Linked DNA regions of Mus musculus: all the other regions are linked to region 5. Evidence: chromatin contacts called from public HiCAR-type, HiChIP or PLAC-seq and promoter capture Hi-C data. All regions are on one chromosome and are shown on one strand. Each heading gives the region's core, a stretch centred on a gene start, on an enhancer-like site or on the middle of the called end of the contact. The rest is flanking DNA. Distances are from core to core; before and after follow the strand shown. Region 1 holds the start of Trir (telomerase RNA component interacting RNase). Region 2 holds the start of Snx20 (sorting nexin 20). Region 3 holds the start of Vps35 (VPS35 retromer complex component). Region 4 holds the start of Tent4b (terminal nucleotidyltransferase 4B). Region 5 holds the start of Siah1a (siah E3 ubiquitin protein ligase 1A).

Evidence for each region. HiCAR-type assays count read pairs that join an accessible place to other places. HiChIP or PLAC-seq counts read pairs in DNA pulled down with a chosen protein or histone mark. Capture Hi-C pulls out chosen DNA fragments and counts their contacts.
Region 1: a HiCAR-type map of astrocytes shows a contact between it and region 5, with 2.6 times the contacts expected there. The contact joins the promoter of Trir here to the promoter of Siah1a in region 5. A contact is called at or near these places in 5 of 39 promoter capture datasets (3T3-L1-derived adipocytes, the C10 cell line, hippocampal neurons and 2 more) and 1 of 115 datasets of contacts at active chromatin or transcription factors (astrocytes).
Region 2: an H3K27ac HiChIP or PLAC-seq map of bone marrow-derived dendritic cells shows a contact between it and region 5, with 4 times the contacts expected there. The contact joins the promoter of Snx20 here to the promoter of Siah1a in region 5. A contact is called at or near these places in 1 of 39 promoter capture datasets (liver) and 1 of 115 datasets of contacts at active chromatin or transcription factors (bone marrow-derived dendritic cells).
Region 3: a contact with region 5 is called in a HiCAR-type map of astrocytes, with 4 times the contacts expected there. The contact joins the promoter of Vps35 here to the promoter of Siah1a in region 5. A contact is called at or near these places in 4 of 39 promoter capture datasets (embryonic stem cells, hippocampal neurons, pre-B cells and 1 more), 2 of 115 datasets of contacts at active chromatin or transcription factors (astrocytes and large pre-B cells) and 2 of 9 other capture datasets (adipose tissue and embryonic stem cells).
Region 4: a contact with region 5 is called in a promoter capture Hi-C map of liver, with 5 times the contacts expected there. The contact joins the promoter of Tent4b here to the promoter of Siah1a in region 5. A contact is called at or near these places in 2 of 39 promoter capture datasets (the C10 cell line and embryonic stem cells), 2 of 484 Hi-C or Micro-C datasets (the G1E-ER4 cell line and embryonic stem cells), 2 of 115 datasets of contacts at active chromatin or transcription factors (astrocytes and pancreatic cancer cells) and 1 of 9 other capture datasets (liver).

The regions. Positions count from the first base shown.
Region 1 is chr8:85,025,425-85,028,124 of GRCm38.p6, forward strand. It overlaps Trir (telomerase RNA component interacting RNase), which reads left to right and starts at 1,409. Exons shown (of 3, transcript NM_026760.3): 1 at 1,409-1,810. The coding sequence starts at 1,475.
Region 2 is chr8:88,634,712-88,637,411 of GRCm38.p6, forward strand. It overlaps Snx20 (sorting nexin 20), which reads right to left and starts at 1,417. Exons shown (of 4, transcript NM_027840.3): 1 at 1,275-1,417.
Region 3 is chr8:85,298,199-85,300,898 of GRCm38.p6, forward strand. It overlaps Vps35 (VPS35 retromer complex component), which reads right to left and starts at 1,319. Exons shown (of 17, transcript NM_022997.5): 1 at 1,257-1,319. The coding sequence starts at 1,259. Orc6 (origin recognition complex, subunit 6) reads left to right here and starts at 1,434. Exons shown (of 7, transcript NM_019716.2): 1 at 1,434-1,794. The coding sequence starts at 1,730.
Region 4 is chr8:88,198,568-88,201,267 of GRCm38.p6, forward strand. It overlaps Tent4b (terminal nucleotidyltransferase 4B), which reads left to right and starts at 1,315. Exons shown (of 12, transcript NM_001372333.1): 1 at 1,315-1,935. The coding sequence starts at 1,337.
Region 5 is chr8:86,744,583-86,747,282 of GRCm38.p6, forward strand. It overlaps Siah1a (siah E3 ubiquitin protein ligase 1A), which reads right to left and starts at 1,424. Exons shown (of 2, transcript NM_009172.2): 1 at 1,235-1,424. Gm10638 (predicted gene 10638) reads left to right here and starts at 1,117. Exons shown (of 1, transcript NR_027829.1): 1 at 1,117-2,478.

The DNA.
Region 1 (2,700 bases), core at 159-2,658, 1.7 Mb before region 5:
AGTCAAGGGCTCACCTTTGTGAACTTTTGTCTGTAGTTTTCTAAGGATTCCCCTGTCTCGCGGACATATTGGTATGACCCAGACTACTGCTCTTCACTGATTGGGCCCTGAGTCTTGCGGCACTCTTTTCATTGGATGAATCTTGTCTTACTTCCACTAGTCACGCTCAAGTCCCTGCAGGCGTCAACCTCTCCTTAGCAACCAGGCAAACATCCTGGCCAAGCTTTTTGCGTGAAGTTAGAGCAGAGGTAGCTCTTGATTCCATAGGCTCAGTTTCCTGATTATCATTTCCCCCTTACTTTCTGTGTTGGACCTCAACATCTCTTCCGGTCCTCCAGTTACCCAGTTGGTTGTGAGCCACATGGTTTCTGTCGCAAACCAATTACGAACGAACTGGTTATTTGGCTGAGGGTCGATTAAAAGACTCCATTTGCTGCAGAGTATGCAGACTTTCCCCCTGTGTTCCCGGAACTCCCATGTTGGGCAGGAATGATTCCTGCAACAAGTCGTCCTTGTAGAAAGAACTTTAATTTCTGAAACTCTTATTGCGCTTGGCACTCTGCTTTCTCTCTGGGTGTGCTCCAAGTTCAGCAAATGCAATTTTAATCGAGTCCCTGTCCTTGGGAAAGAATACAAGGGTCCTTAGTCCCTTCATGCAGTACGCAGCTCAAAACATTAAGTCTTAGGTTCTCAGCCTGGAAATACGTTCGGCTTCATTTTAGTGCTCCAGCCTCTTTAAATACTAATCTCAGGCAGTGTCTAGCTGCACGCAGCCAGCGGTTTTCTTTCTTTCTTTCTTTCTTTTTGGTTTTTCGAGACAGGGTTTCTTTGTGTAGCCCTGGCTGTCCTGGAACTCACTTTGTAGACCAGGCTGGCCTCGAACTCAGAAATCCGCCTGCCTCTGCCTCCTGAGTGCTGGGATTAAAGGCGTGCGCCACCACGCCCCGCTGCCAGCGGTATTTTTATTTCAAGCTAAGAGATTAACTTCAGAGACAGATGTCAAACCTGGAGATGCTTCCATTCTAATAGGAGGTATCAAGTTAGATATGCTTTGTAGACCTAGTTAGGGGCCACACAAGTTCCCAAGGGACAATTGAAAACACAGGCTCCAAACAAGATCCGTTCAGTTACAGAGTTCTGGTGGCTGCCTGGGATTGTTCTCTTAGCCCTTACAGGGGGCCTGGGTCCCAAACGATGGTCCCATTCTCGGGGAGCTTCTGGCTGCTTAGCTAACTCGTATCTAGCAGGATTAGGGAACCGAGGACCAGAAGGAAAGGGACCGGCTTCTGGGCTCCATCGCCTGGTGGCCAGGTCAGAACCCTTTGGCCCCACCTAAGCTCCGCCCACTCTGCGTTGGCTTCTGGGTTCCGACCTCTCTTCCCAGCATGCATTGCTCCAGACGAAGCCAGTCCCGCGCCAAGCGCGCGGTCTGAGAGCCTTTCCCGACGTCCTTTGCACGGCATCTGGCCACAAAATGGCTGCCCGAGGGAGACGGGCGGAGCCTCCGGGTCGGGAGGCGCCCGGCCCGGCGGGCAGCGGCAGGAGCCGATGGGCTGAGTCGGGACCGGGAACGTCACCCGAGAGTGGGGACGACGAGGTGTCGGGCTCGAGTCCGGTGTCCAGCGGTGTGAACTTGTTTGCCAACGATGGCAGCTTCCTGGAGCTGTTCAAGCGGAAGATGGAGGAGGAGCAGCGGCAGCGGCAGGAGGAGCCACCCCCGGGCCCGCAGCGACCCGATCCACCGGCCTCCGCCGCGGCGGGCCCAGGGAATCCGAAGAGGAAGGGCGGCCCAGGCCCCACGCTCAGCTTCGTAAGGAGCCGCGGGGGTGGGGGCGGGCGCCGGGGCCCGCGTTGGCTGGGGGAGTCGGGCCCGGGAAGGGGCGTCATGGTCCAAGGCAGTCCTCCGCCCGGCTGCCTGGACGGTCCCGGTCGCTTGCTGAGAATCTCGAGCCTGGATTCCGGACCAGAGGTGTTTCTGGGCGGGAATGGGAATCCTTAGATCTCATTCGTGGGACCTGAGAACCGGGAAATTGCATTGGAAGCAGCGCTCTGGGGTTAGGGGGCCCTAGATGCTAGGATTCCCGTTTGATTTGTACCCAGACTTTGAATAGTGAGGCCCACATATAATGTGGGGGAAAAAGAGGAGACACATTTAAATCCCGAGTCTGCTGTAATCGTTAGACTCGACTCGGACCACGGACCGTAGCCGGGCGTGGTGGTACACGCCTTGTATTACAAGCACTCCGGATGCAAGAAGAGGAGAATTCGAAAAAGTGAGACCTTGTCCCAACTAAACAAAACCAACCAACCAATAACAAAAAGCAAATCACCGACTTTGTGGCCTTAGCAAGATCAATCGATTCCTTTCTTTATTATTTAACTAATGTCCATTTATTTAGCACCTTATCTTGTGCTGAGTATTTATTGGTGGTGTCTTTGACAGAAAAGAACGTTGTTTGTTTGGAGTGTGGGTGGCCTATCCTGATTTTCTGTAGTTCTAATAATTGAGATTTTGATGTATTTCATGAAGTGGTCCTAGGAAAGTCAGAACAGACTCTTAAAGAACAAGACCAGTGGTTCTCTACTGGGAGCAAGTCTCTTCATCCTCATGTATTTGGTAAAGTCTGTAGACATTTTGGTTGTCAAACTCTTAAGAGGAGATGCTAGTGACATCTATAGGTAGATAGCAGGGATGCTCTT
Region 2 (2,700 bases), core at 167-2,666, 1.9 Mb after region 5:
GCTGTTCCTGTCCTCTTACAGGACAGGCTGGGAGTGACCCATTTAAAGACAAGTAGATAAAGATGATATGTTGACAGTTTCCCAAACACATCCAAGCCTCAGTTTCCCCCTGTGGGCAATTGATCCTTTTGCTAAGCTCCTTGGTTTTTTGTTTTTTTAGTTTTTTGAGACAGAGTTTCTCTGTATAGCCCTGGCTGTCCTGGAACTCACTCTGTAGACCAGGCTGGCCTCGAACTCAGAAATCTGCCTGCCTCTGCCTCCCAAGTGCTGGGATCAAAGGCCTGCGCCACTACGCCCAGCTGCTAAGCTCCTTGGGGACAGAGGGTTCTGAGGGCTGCCTTATCACTCCACACCCTCAGTGGGAAAGATTTCTAGCCATCAGAACAAAGCACTGCAGATGTTGGGACTGGACTTGGCCCAGAGGACAGAGCAGAGTCGCAGGCTCCCACCCCTCCACCCCTTACTATCTTCTGTGCATGACAATCTTCATTTTCCGGGAGCCTTGGCTCTTGTTCCCCACTTCAAGGGGCCCTGCCCTCTTCAGTCCTCCTCCTTCATACACAGGGCCACTTGTAGAGCCGAGGCCACCTTTCTCGGGGGCAGGGGGAAGGTTGTGGGGGGTGGCTAATGAAAATCTGGTAGAATATAGTAAAAGCCCTTGCCCATAAGACAGAAGAACTGAGAGGCACCCATTCAAAGAGGAGGAGGAAGGAAGGAAAGGAAGGACAGGGAGCGGCAGCCCTGGCTGCGGGAGTTTGAGTTTAAGTCTCCTTTCTTTGTAGGGCAGCCTCCTCAGGTCTCCATTGAAGGGCCAGCCAAGGCTCCACCTGCCCTGAGCACCATGGGACCCCTGGGTGCTTCTCTGTGGAGCTTGCCGCTGGAAGCGCTCTCAGTTGGGTGTGCACATCAGAATCCCCACTGGGACTGGGGAGAGGAAGTGTTAGGAGCTCTAAGGCAAGCAGGCTGCCTACCCCACAACACCCAGACAGAGCTGGGGTGGGCTCCGGATTCTTACTCGGCTACAGGGTCCACCCTTTGAGAAATACAAGCCTGGACTTGTTCCCAGGAACAGGACCAGTGCCTGGCATTGCAAAAGGAGTCAGGCTTAGAGGTTGGAGGTGGGTTTGGCCCCAGTTTCTAAGGACAGCCCATACTCTCACCACCCTTGGTCCCTCCTAACCAGTACCCAGGGAGTTCCTAGAGGGCCTCTCAAGGACATCACTGGGTCTCAGGGCGCAGAAGCCAGCTACGCTTGGGGTCAAACACTGACTGACCTGGGATCTTCAGGCTTTGTGGGTTCGGGGTCCAGGAGAGTCACATGCCCCAGTCCGATCTCTTTTTGCAAGGTCCAACTAGATGGCTGAATGTCTGCCGCAATCCTGAGTTCTCCTTTTGAAAACAGGAAATGGGCTGAGTGATCTCCTTCAGGGGCCCCAGCTTATTGGTTGCTGAAAGATGTACATTGAACCTCCTAGACAAATATCTGCAGTACATCATACAGGCCACGTGGGTCAAGGCCACCAACAGGAGGACAGTTTAACTTCACAGCAGCTTTAAGCAGCTTGATACGTATTAGACACCCGAACGATAGCTGGCATTTGGAGAATTCATTTCAAAGTCCTTTGTTTTAGTCCTTTTCTGTGGCAATGACAGAAGACGATAAACTGAAGGAAAAAAAATCACACACACGAAAGTTTATTTAGTTTATAGCTCTGGATCCGGAACATGCAAGAGCACACTGGTAGTGTCTGTGAGGGCTGTCCTGCCGCATGTGACATGCCATGGTAGGAGGTGGACAGACAAGAGAAAGCTTACCTTATGCACCCCAGTTTCACAGTTACAGCATAAATCCCTTTATGAAGACTGTCCTTATGACAGTCAACTCTCAGAAGACCCTACCTCCCAAACCCATTATGTTAGGGATCTCAGTCTAACATGAGGATTTGGGGATACATTCTTTTAATAGTTATTATCCTAGCTATGAGCTAGGCATAATGGGGCCCTTCGTGTTCTGTTGACAAGCTGGAGAACTGAGGTTTGGTGCATGGAGCTGGTGGGATGCGGAGCCAGTGCCTGACACAGAAAGGTCATGGGATAGGCTAGGGTACGGCCCAGGTGGACATCTTGCACTCCCCTGGCTGTGAATGAGCCAGGCTGTACCTTCTCTACCCTTGGCATGGCTAATACTTCTTGAAGCCATTCTACAGTGTGGGCAGGGGTGTCACCTCATAGCTTACAACACTGGGTCCCACAAAGGATAATTATGGTAGACATTTTACAGGCTTATTTCCCACCCATCTCTTCTCCGTTGGAGTCCATTGCCTTCTTTGTCTTTTATCGAATTGCGTTAATGGCTGAAGATAGGCCGAGAGGGTTCCTTTGGGTACATGTGCTTCTTAATCTCTTTTTCCTCCCGAGGCTCACATTTGCACTGAAAGGATCTTGTGATGAATAGATGCTGTCTACCATGCTCAACTAAATCAATCTTGCTTTTCACTGTCACAGAGGTTTCGCCCTCATTTGCATCTGCTTCAACCCCACAGGCCCTCAGGAAGCTTATGATGAGTCAAGGTGTACAGAACACTTAATGGTGTCATGCTGAGCGTGTGAGGCTGGCAACTGAGGGCATACTAAAATCCTCATCGTTTGCCTTTCTGCTCAGGACTCTGTACAACATCCTGCCTCTCTGCACCACCATCA
Region 3 (2,700 bases), core at 69-2,568, 1.4 Mb before region 5:
GTATTATAAAACACTATGTCAACCAGTAAGTGTTGAAAAACAAAAAAGTTAAACTTCACACCAGTCATGTGCCAAATCTCAATTGTACAAAGTTCCGAGGGGGGAAAACATCTTGTAAGGCAATATATTATATTAAATATACATCAAATATTTATCAAATTACGGGAACAAACGCTCAGAACTCAGCCAGCCAGAACCAAAGATGACATAAATACCAAGCTGATCGGAGTCTAGCAAGATCATCATAAAGGTCCATTCCAAAAAAAAGGAAAAAAAAAATCAACAAAAAGATTTAATGCTGGTTTTTCCTATTAACACACTTAAAGTGAAGTATGTGCAGTGGCACATAGAATTATCAATACAAAGAATGAATATTGAAATTAAAAAAAAAGGACATAAGCATAGCACATCCAAAACCACTACCTGTTCATACTACAGCAAATGCTCGTATAACGCAAGTGACAACTTGCCCTGTGGAAAACAGGATCCGAATTTTGCGGAAGTTCCTGTTTATAAGGCTAGTGCCACAAAGCATCACGACATGCTATCGTCGCGGAGAAACCTTTGAATGACTGCTTCCAGCAAGTGAGTTAGAATCCTCAGAGAGCAAATGCGAAACGGAGACCTGTCTCCTATCTGATGGTTGGGCTCAATGAAAAGAAAGCAGGAGTCCTTCGGGAAACTCACGTGAGCAGGTCCCTAGAATTCGCTGACAGGCGCTGCAAGATGAAGGGGGCTCTGCGGCCACGGAAGGCCGGGAGACCACTGCGCCCCCCCCCCAAGGATATTTCCAGCAGAGAAAAGGCAATGGGACCCCCGAGGACAGCTGAGTACAAAGCTGGAAATGCACCATCTGGGCGCGACCCAGCTACGGCGCCAGCTCAGAAGCTCGGGGGCTCCTCACTGTCCCAACTCCGCACAGACCCGGGAGTCCGACTCTCAGAGGGAAGGTGGCCGTTCCGTACAAGAGTCTGACGCAGGCCTCCACCGACACCCAGAACCTGCAGCCCGCGACACCCCTAAGGGAGGCTCCTGGTCTCGGGGTAACGACCAAATTCTGCGCCACCGCCCACCGCAGCCCACCGCAGCCTAACGCGGCCTTCCTCAGCCCGTGCCAAGCCCGCAGGCCCAGCCTGGACCGGACCGGCCTCGATCGAAATGCAGGGCCTCCTACTCCGCCAGCAAGGCTCCTGTCCGCCGAAGGAAAACGTGGACTGCGACTCGGCAACCCAGGCCCACCGCTTCCCCTCACTCACCATGGCGACTCCGGGGACCACAAGCAGCAGCGCCTACCCCGCCGGAGCCGCCCGCCGTCAGGTGACCGAGCCTTGCGAGCCCCGCCCTCTCTAGCCCCGCCCTTGGATAGAAGCGGCTTTTCGATTGGCCCACTTAAAATCTCGCGTAGTTTGGGGAGAATGGGCAGCCGGCGGTGTATAGTGGACGGGGCGGGGCGAGAATAGTACAACGCTGCGGCGAACTAGGGACAGCAGGAAGGGAAGCCTTAGTTAAGGAGATCCGCGGCCGAGGAAGGGCAGCGAGAGAACCTTCTGCGCGTCCACTTCGCCTGGGCCCGCGCCTCATCGTGTGCACATGCGTAGAAGGATGACCAGGATTGGTGTGTGGAACGGTCTCAACCTCTGGTCGCAACCAATCTGGACGCGCCGGGGGTGGGTCTTAACCCTCTGACAATCTGCGCGCGCATTGCTCTTGGCGCGCATTTCTTCCAGCGATGGAGTCGGAGCTGGTACGCCGCCTCGCCCCGCGTCTCGGCCTTGCGGAGCCGAGTGTACTGAGGTGAGTGTGGCCGTGTGTGCGGGTAGACGTCCCAGACTGCGGCCCTGGGTCCTCCCAAGGCAGCGTCGGATGAGGGACTGGCGATGAGGGAATGACCGCACACTGGTCTGGGCGAGACTCGGGCCCAACATCAAGAAAAACTGTTGTTGGCTTGTAGAAGATGGTTTGAGAGGACGTATATAGTCGTCCTTGAAGCACTCTAGCTCTGTTGGATACACTGTGGTCGGAAAAGCCGGGGAGGACCTCTTGTCATTCCTTCAGACTCGATAATCTTGATAAGCCAGCCTTGCAGGGCAGACCCTGTGCAAATCACTATAGATGGCAAGAGAAAGGTAGATTATGGTACAGAGTGAAGAGCTGAAGTGATGAGCAGGGCGTAAGAATTCCAGAAAAGGCCGGGCGTGGTGGCGCACGCCTTTAATCCCAGCACTTGGGAGGCAGAGGCAGGCGGATTTCTAAGTTCGAGGCGAGCCTGGTCTACAAAGTGAGTTCCAGGACAGCCAGAGCTATACAGAGAAACCCTGTATCGAAAAATCGAAAAAAAAAAATTCCAGAAAGGGCCCAGTGGCGTTGGGGCTGATTTATTAAATAGTGGCACGCATGGGAAAATATGGTAAGAGTGGCCCAAATAGCTTCCATTTTCCGAAGCCCTTGAGATTAGGAGGGTCATTGTAGGATCTGTCTTAGGAAATAAAGCTACAGCAGGCAAGTGTGTAGAAAGTTCGTAGGTCTATTCCCAGGGCTACTGACCGGAAATACAATGGGACCCAGAACTATTTTCACAAGCCGCCGAAACTGAGACCCAATCAGTCATTAAGGAAGAGAAAGGGATTTAATTTACTCTAATCTGCCTGAACCAATTCTTTATACTTGTTGAAATAATGTAAGAAGGAAAGGTAATGTCCA
Region 4 (2,700 bases), core at 65-2,564, 1.5 Mb after region 5:
CCTAAGAAAAAACGTAGAGCAATGATTCATTCTGTGACAAACAGATTTTTAATCCTTTGCAAAATAAGTAAATAAACAAAACCAATCACCACCACCCCAAACTTTCCAGGATATTGAACTGGGCACAGAGCCAAAACTCAAGTGTCAGTCAGGGACTCGGTTCTGGAATTTGCAGCGAGCTTGAAGCATGCGCACAGTAAGTGTTCTAGTCTTCTGGATAATGTTAATTACTGACAACCACCCCCTGCCCCCTTTTTGGTTATTTTTCGCGCCAGAAGAAAGCTACACAAATGGGCATTCTATGAAAAACGATCATTAACCGCAACGGTAGTGTGATTTTAGGTTTAAAAGGCTTCGAGTATTCTTAGTTATGAAAGTTGAGGGGCTTTGAGCTCGTAAGTGCACCTTGGAACAGCCGCGCTGTGTGGCCCTCCAGCCGGGCAGCGGTGCCAGCACTCGCGACCCAGAGGCCGCTGAGACCGCTCCGGAACCGAGATGCGCGTGCAGCCGCGTGCTAACCCGGCCCTTGAGCGGAAGCCCGCCCTTCTCGTGCTCGCGCGGCGCGCGGCCAGGAGCCCCGGGGCCGCGCCGGGACCGAGGGGCGGAGCCGGCGGTCCGGAGCGGGGTGGGCGGCGCAAACCAGTCACTTTCCGCGGAGTCGGCAGCCGCCTCGTGTGCCTCGGCGGCGCTTGAGCGGCAACAGAGTCCTGCGGCGGCGCGCGCGTCCGAGGTGCCCGGAGGCCCAGGTACGTGCGACCCCAGCTAAGCTAGCGCGGGACGGTTGACCAGGCGGTTGCGGCCCCGCTGCCTGCAGCCTGCCGCGGCCTCTGTGACGCGCGGTGCGGCCTCGGGGAACCCGCGGACGGCTGGCAGCAGGGACGGGGCGGGGCGAGCGCGGCGGCGGGGCAGGCGGAGCGGAGCGAGGGGCGGAGCCGGCGGAGGCCCCGCCCCGGGGCCGAGCAGCACGGACGCTACGGAGCAGGCGCGTCCCGCTGCCGCCGCCGCTGCCGCCGCCGCCGCCGCTGCTGCTGCCGCCGCCGCCACCACCGCCGCCGCCGCTCGCCCTTCTCGGGATCCGCCGCCGCCATTTGCACGGGAACCCCGGTGACAGGGGCTCGGCGGAGGGGCGGAGGGAGGGGGGAGGGCCTGCGAGCCCCGAGGGCGGGAGCGACGCCGCCGGCGCCGGCCAGGCTCCCTGCGCTACCGCGCCGCCCGTGGCGGAACCCGGGTGGCAGCGGCGGCGGCGGCCGAGGGCGGGCGTGCGCCTGAGGCAGCGGCGGCGGCGGCGGCCCTGCGGGCGGCCGGGAGGGGCGGGGGCAGCGGCCGCCGCCGTTTGATGGATCCGAGGATCGCCTGGTTCCAGCCAGAGCAGCTCGGACCGTCCAATAGTCTGTGGATGCAGATCTGGGAGACGACCCAGGGGCTGAGGAACCTCTACTTCAACCACCACTGTCACAGCAGCGGCGCGAGCAGCGCGAGCGGCGGGAGCGGCAGCGGCCCCGGCAGCCCCGGCGGCACGGCCCCGGCCCCGGCCGGCATGTTCCGCTCGGGGGAGCGCCCACTGGGCGGCCTCGCCGTGCCCGCGGAGCAGCGGGACTTCCTGCCCCTGGAGACGACCAACAACAACAACAATCACCACCAGCCGGCGGCCTGGGCACGGCGGGCATCGGCGGGCCCCTCGGCGTCGCCGGTCCCATCGGCTCCCTCGTCCCCGCGACCGGCGGCCGCACTCCCCGCCTCCGAGTCTACCGACCCGGCCTCGGGCAGCAGCAACAAGAGGAAACGTGACAACAAGGCCAGCACCTACGGACTCAACTACAGCCTGCTGCAGCCCAGCGGAGGGCGCGCGGCCGGAGGCGGACGGGCGGACGGCGGCGGGGGCGTGTACAGCGGGACCCCGTGGAAGCGACGGAACTACAACCAGGGAGTCGTGGGGTGAGTGCTGGCGTCGTGGCCTGCGTCTTGGAGGGTCGGCACACCCGCACAGCGGGGAACACGCCCACAGGCGGGAGGGGGGGATGATGGGTGGGGGATGGGGAGCCCCAGTGGGGCCTCCAGAGCATCGGTGGCCATTCATTCCTTCATAGCTTGACCAGTCTCGGTGGACCTTTCTTTGGAATTCCTTTGGAAAAAGTGGAGCTATCCTCTCCTTTTCGTAGTCATCTCTACCTTCCTCCTCTCCTAACTGTCCACACCTTCCCGATGCATTCTTGCTTGTCCTTCTCCTGGATCTTTCTATGCTCTAGAATTCAGCCTGCCCTCTGATCCCTTTCTGTCCTCCACACCTTGCTCCCCACCACCACACCCCAAGATGAAGCCCCTTAGCATCGGGCTAGTTAACTTCCTGAGAACGTTTCTGCCTTAGCGTCTTTAGATGTTAGGACCAGGAGGTGCTCTTCTTGCCAAGAATAGAAACATCCAGAATGCTCCTTCCCCTCCCCCAGTCCACGACGAAAATCTCCTCAGCCCTGAAAGACACTGCCTGCTCTTGATCCTTTGGCCCATCTTTTATATTTACTTAAGGAAAAAAAAAAAAAAAGCCAGTGTTTGCCATGTCTGTCGTGAGCAGAAAGCACTGAGTGACAGCTAGCTTGAAGTTGTCATAGATGGTGAGCTTTTCTGAGCCCTGACAGAACTTTGCAGGAGTTCATGGTCGGCAGCTTCTCACTGTGAGGTTGTCACTGTGGCAGAGGTAGCAGT
Region 5 (2,700 bases), core at 174-2,673:
CTTTTCCAAGTTAGGTAATTGAAGTCCTTGAAAGTGAACTGATCCATAAACTAAACCTGCTTAAAGGAAACTTCAGTGACTTTCCAAATTCCACCACGCATTCACATCCCTTATCGCTCAAATCCCCAAATTCCATCATCTCACAAAGCATAGCATTCTGTCCTCTAAACCCTTTCATTTCTTAAAACAGTAAAACCCAAATACTAACCCGGTTTTATATAACCCGATTTCAAACATTTTGGGCTATGTACTTCCAACGCATCCATGCCAAAATAACTTAAGCGAATTTTATGAGGCAAGGACCTTTAGCAGTAATCATTTACTGTAATAGCTTAGCACTTACTAAGAGCTCTCTGCACATCAACTATTTCCCATCTCATCGGTTCTCAATAGGCTTGAGACAAATACTCTCCATCAGACCCATTTTGCAGATTAGCAAAATGAAGCACCAAAATCGTGCCCAAGGTCACAAACCCGTGGGGCAGGATTGGAATCAAAGCAGGAGGGCAGAGTTCGGAGCCCATGCTCCAAGCGCTTTTACAAGTTAACATTTCACCCTGGACAATAGCCTAGCAAGAAATGGTAAATGCTCAACGCTAGAAAGAGCAGTAAGATCCCTGTCCTACATCCACGTTCAGGGCTTCCATGACTTTGACAAATCAGCTACATGGCCTCATTTACCGAATGCACAAATGTAACTCTTATGCCAGGGCAAACAAATTCTGTATCTTTCCAGGAACAGACGGTCCGCAGCGGCCCAGGGCGTACACACTAAGTTGCATCTGGGAGCTTGGAGGGACCCCGAACTATCCCGCAAAGGAAGCTGGGCGGAGCAAGGCTTAGGCTTAAAGGCTGGAGCTGCCCAGGCGGGCGTCCGCGCGCTCGCTCGTGGCGACATAAACAAGGGAGGAGGCTGCGTTCTTCCCCGCACAATAAAGGCGCGGGTCCGGGGGAGGCCGCCCTCCCGGAGCCGCCGAGGCAAGGCCCGACCGCGGCCCGCGAAGCGCGCGGCTGACCTCCGCCATGTTGGCCGTACACCGGGCCACACAACAAAGACTGAGCGAGGGCGCGGGCCGTAGTCTCGGCGCGCCCGCCCGCCCTCCGCCTCCCGGAGCCGCCGCTGTCGGCTGGGCCCGCCCGGAGAGGCCGAGACAAAGGCGCCGCGGCTCCGCGAGGGGACCCGCCGGCCCTCCCCGGGCCGCGGCCAGCTCCTCCCTCCAGGCCGCCCGCTTACCTGTGGGCGGAGAGCGCGCCGCGGACCCCGGCCCCGTCTAACGCGCCCGGTCGCCAGCTGCCGCCGCCGCCACCGCCACCGCCACCGTCACCGCCGCCACCGCGGGCCGCGCCTCCACCTCTCCCGGCACCGAGACCGACGGGACACCCTGGGCCGCCGCCCTCGAGAGCGCGCCCGCCCGGCAGCCCGGCTTCCCTGCCGCCGCCGCCGCCGCCCCGCGCGCTCTCGAGCTCGCCGCGCGCGCCCGCTAAGTACCACACACTGCGGCGGCCGCCATGAGCGGGAGCGCGCACCGAACCCGGCTGGGCGGGGCTTCCCACGGCCACGCACGCGCAGAAGCGGCTGGCGGCTGCTGCCCGCACTCGGTGGCGGTTGGCGTCGAGACGCTTCGGTTACCGGAGCAGCGTCCCGAGCATCCCCACGAGGCGGCTGCGCTGTCTCGGGCCGTTACTGTGGGATTGACTGGGTTCGCGCCGTCCTCTCTCCGGGTCCGCGGTCTGTAGCGGCCTCCACGACCCCACTCCTGGAGGAGAAGAGGGCCGCGCCTCCCGGTAGGCTCGTTGAAAGCTGGCCAGTAAGAAGCACGCCTTTAAGTCCACTTTCCCACTCATCTGGGAAGCTGATGTTGGGGACTGTCCACCCTGCTGCTTTAGGTTAAAAAACGGAGCCGTGCACTAGGCAAGCAGAAGCAGGATCTTCACAAGTTTGGGGCCAGTCTGGTTTATACAGAGTTTTCTGGGACTTCCCGGGGAGACCTTTTATCCAAAATAAATGAAGACCTCATCTCAAGGGTTACGGGTGCTTTCGTGAGGAGTGGTTGCCTGGGCTGAGACTCAGTCCCCAGTTGCGAGTGAAGGGGTAGAAACCTTTAGATTTGATTCTGGGGTGTGGGATTGTGTGGAGGTCAGAGGACGAGTTGCGAGTGCTGGGGGTGGAGCGCAAGTGGCCAGCCTTGGTGGCAGGGCCTCTGCTGAGCCATCTCGCAGAGTCCCCGTTAGTCTTTCCATGGATGCCTCTGTCTGACTAGGTTAACCGAATGTAAGGCGTTTACAAATCCTGAGCAGATTTTCAGGGAAGAACTGTAGAAATGCAATGCTGTGAGAAAAGTACTTTTTCTATGGGGTTTCAAGAAAGGAAGAAAAGTCTCCTCTCAGCCTTCCATCAGCACAAACTCCGCCCTCTTCCAGAACTCAAATTTGTTCTCAATGAATGTTCAGCTTTCCTCAATGTATTTGTAATCTGTGCTTGTGTTGATATTTCTATTCTCGATCTAGTATCTCACTGTAGCCCTTCCTCTGAGACCATTAGCACAACCAAACAGTTGAGAATGTAAATTAATTAAGTTAAAAGCACCATATACTACAAATCTGTTGGTCCCCAAAGCTCAACAGCCAGATAAGGAGCTTGCATTATGTAGGTTCATGAAGATTGTCGATATTAGTGGTGTTCTTGTTCATTTAAAATAC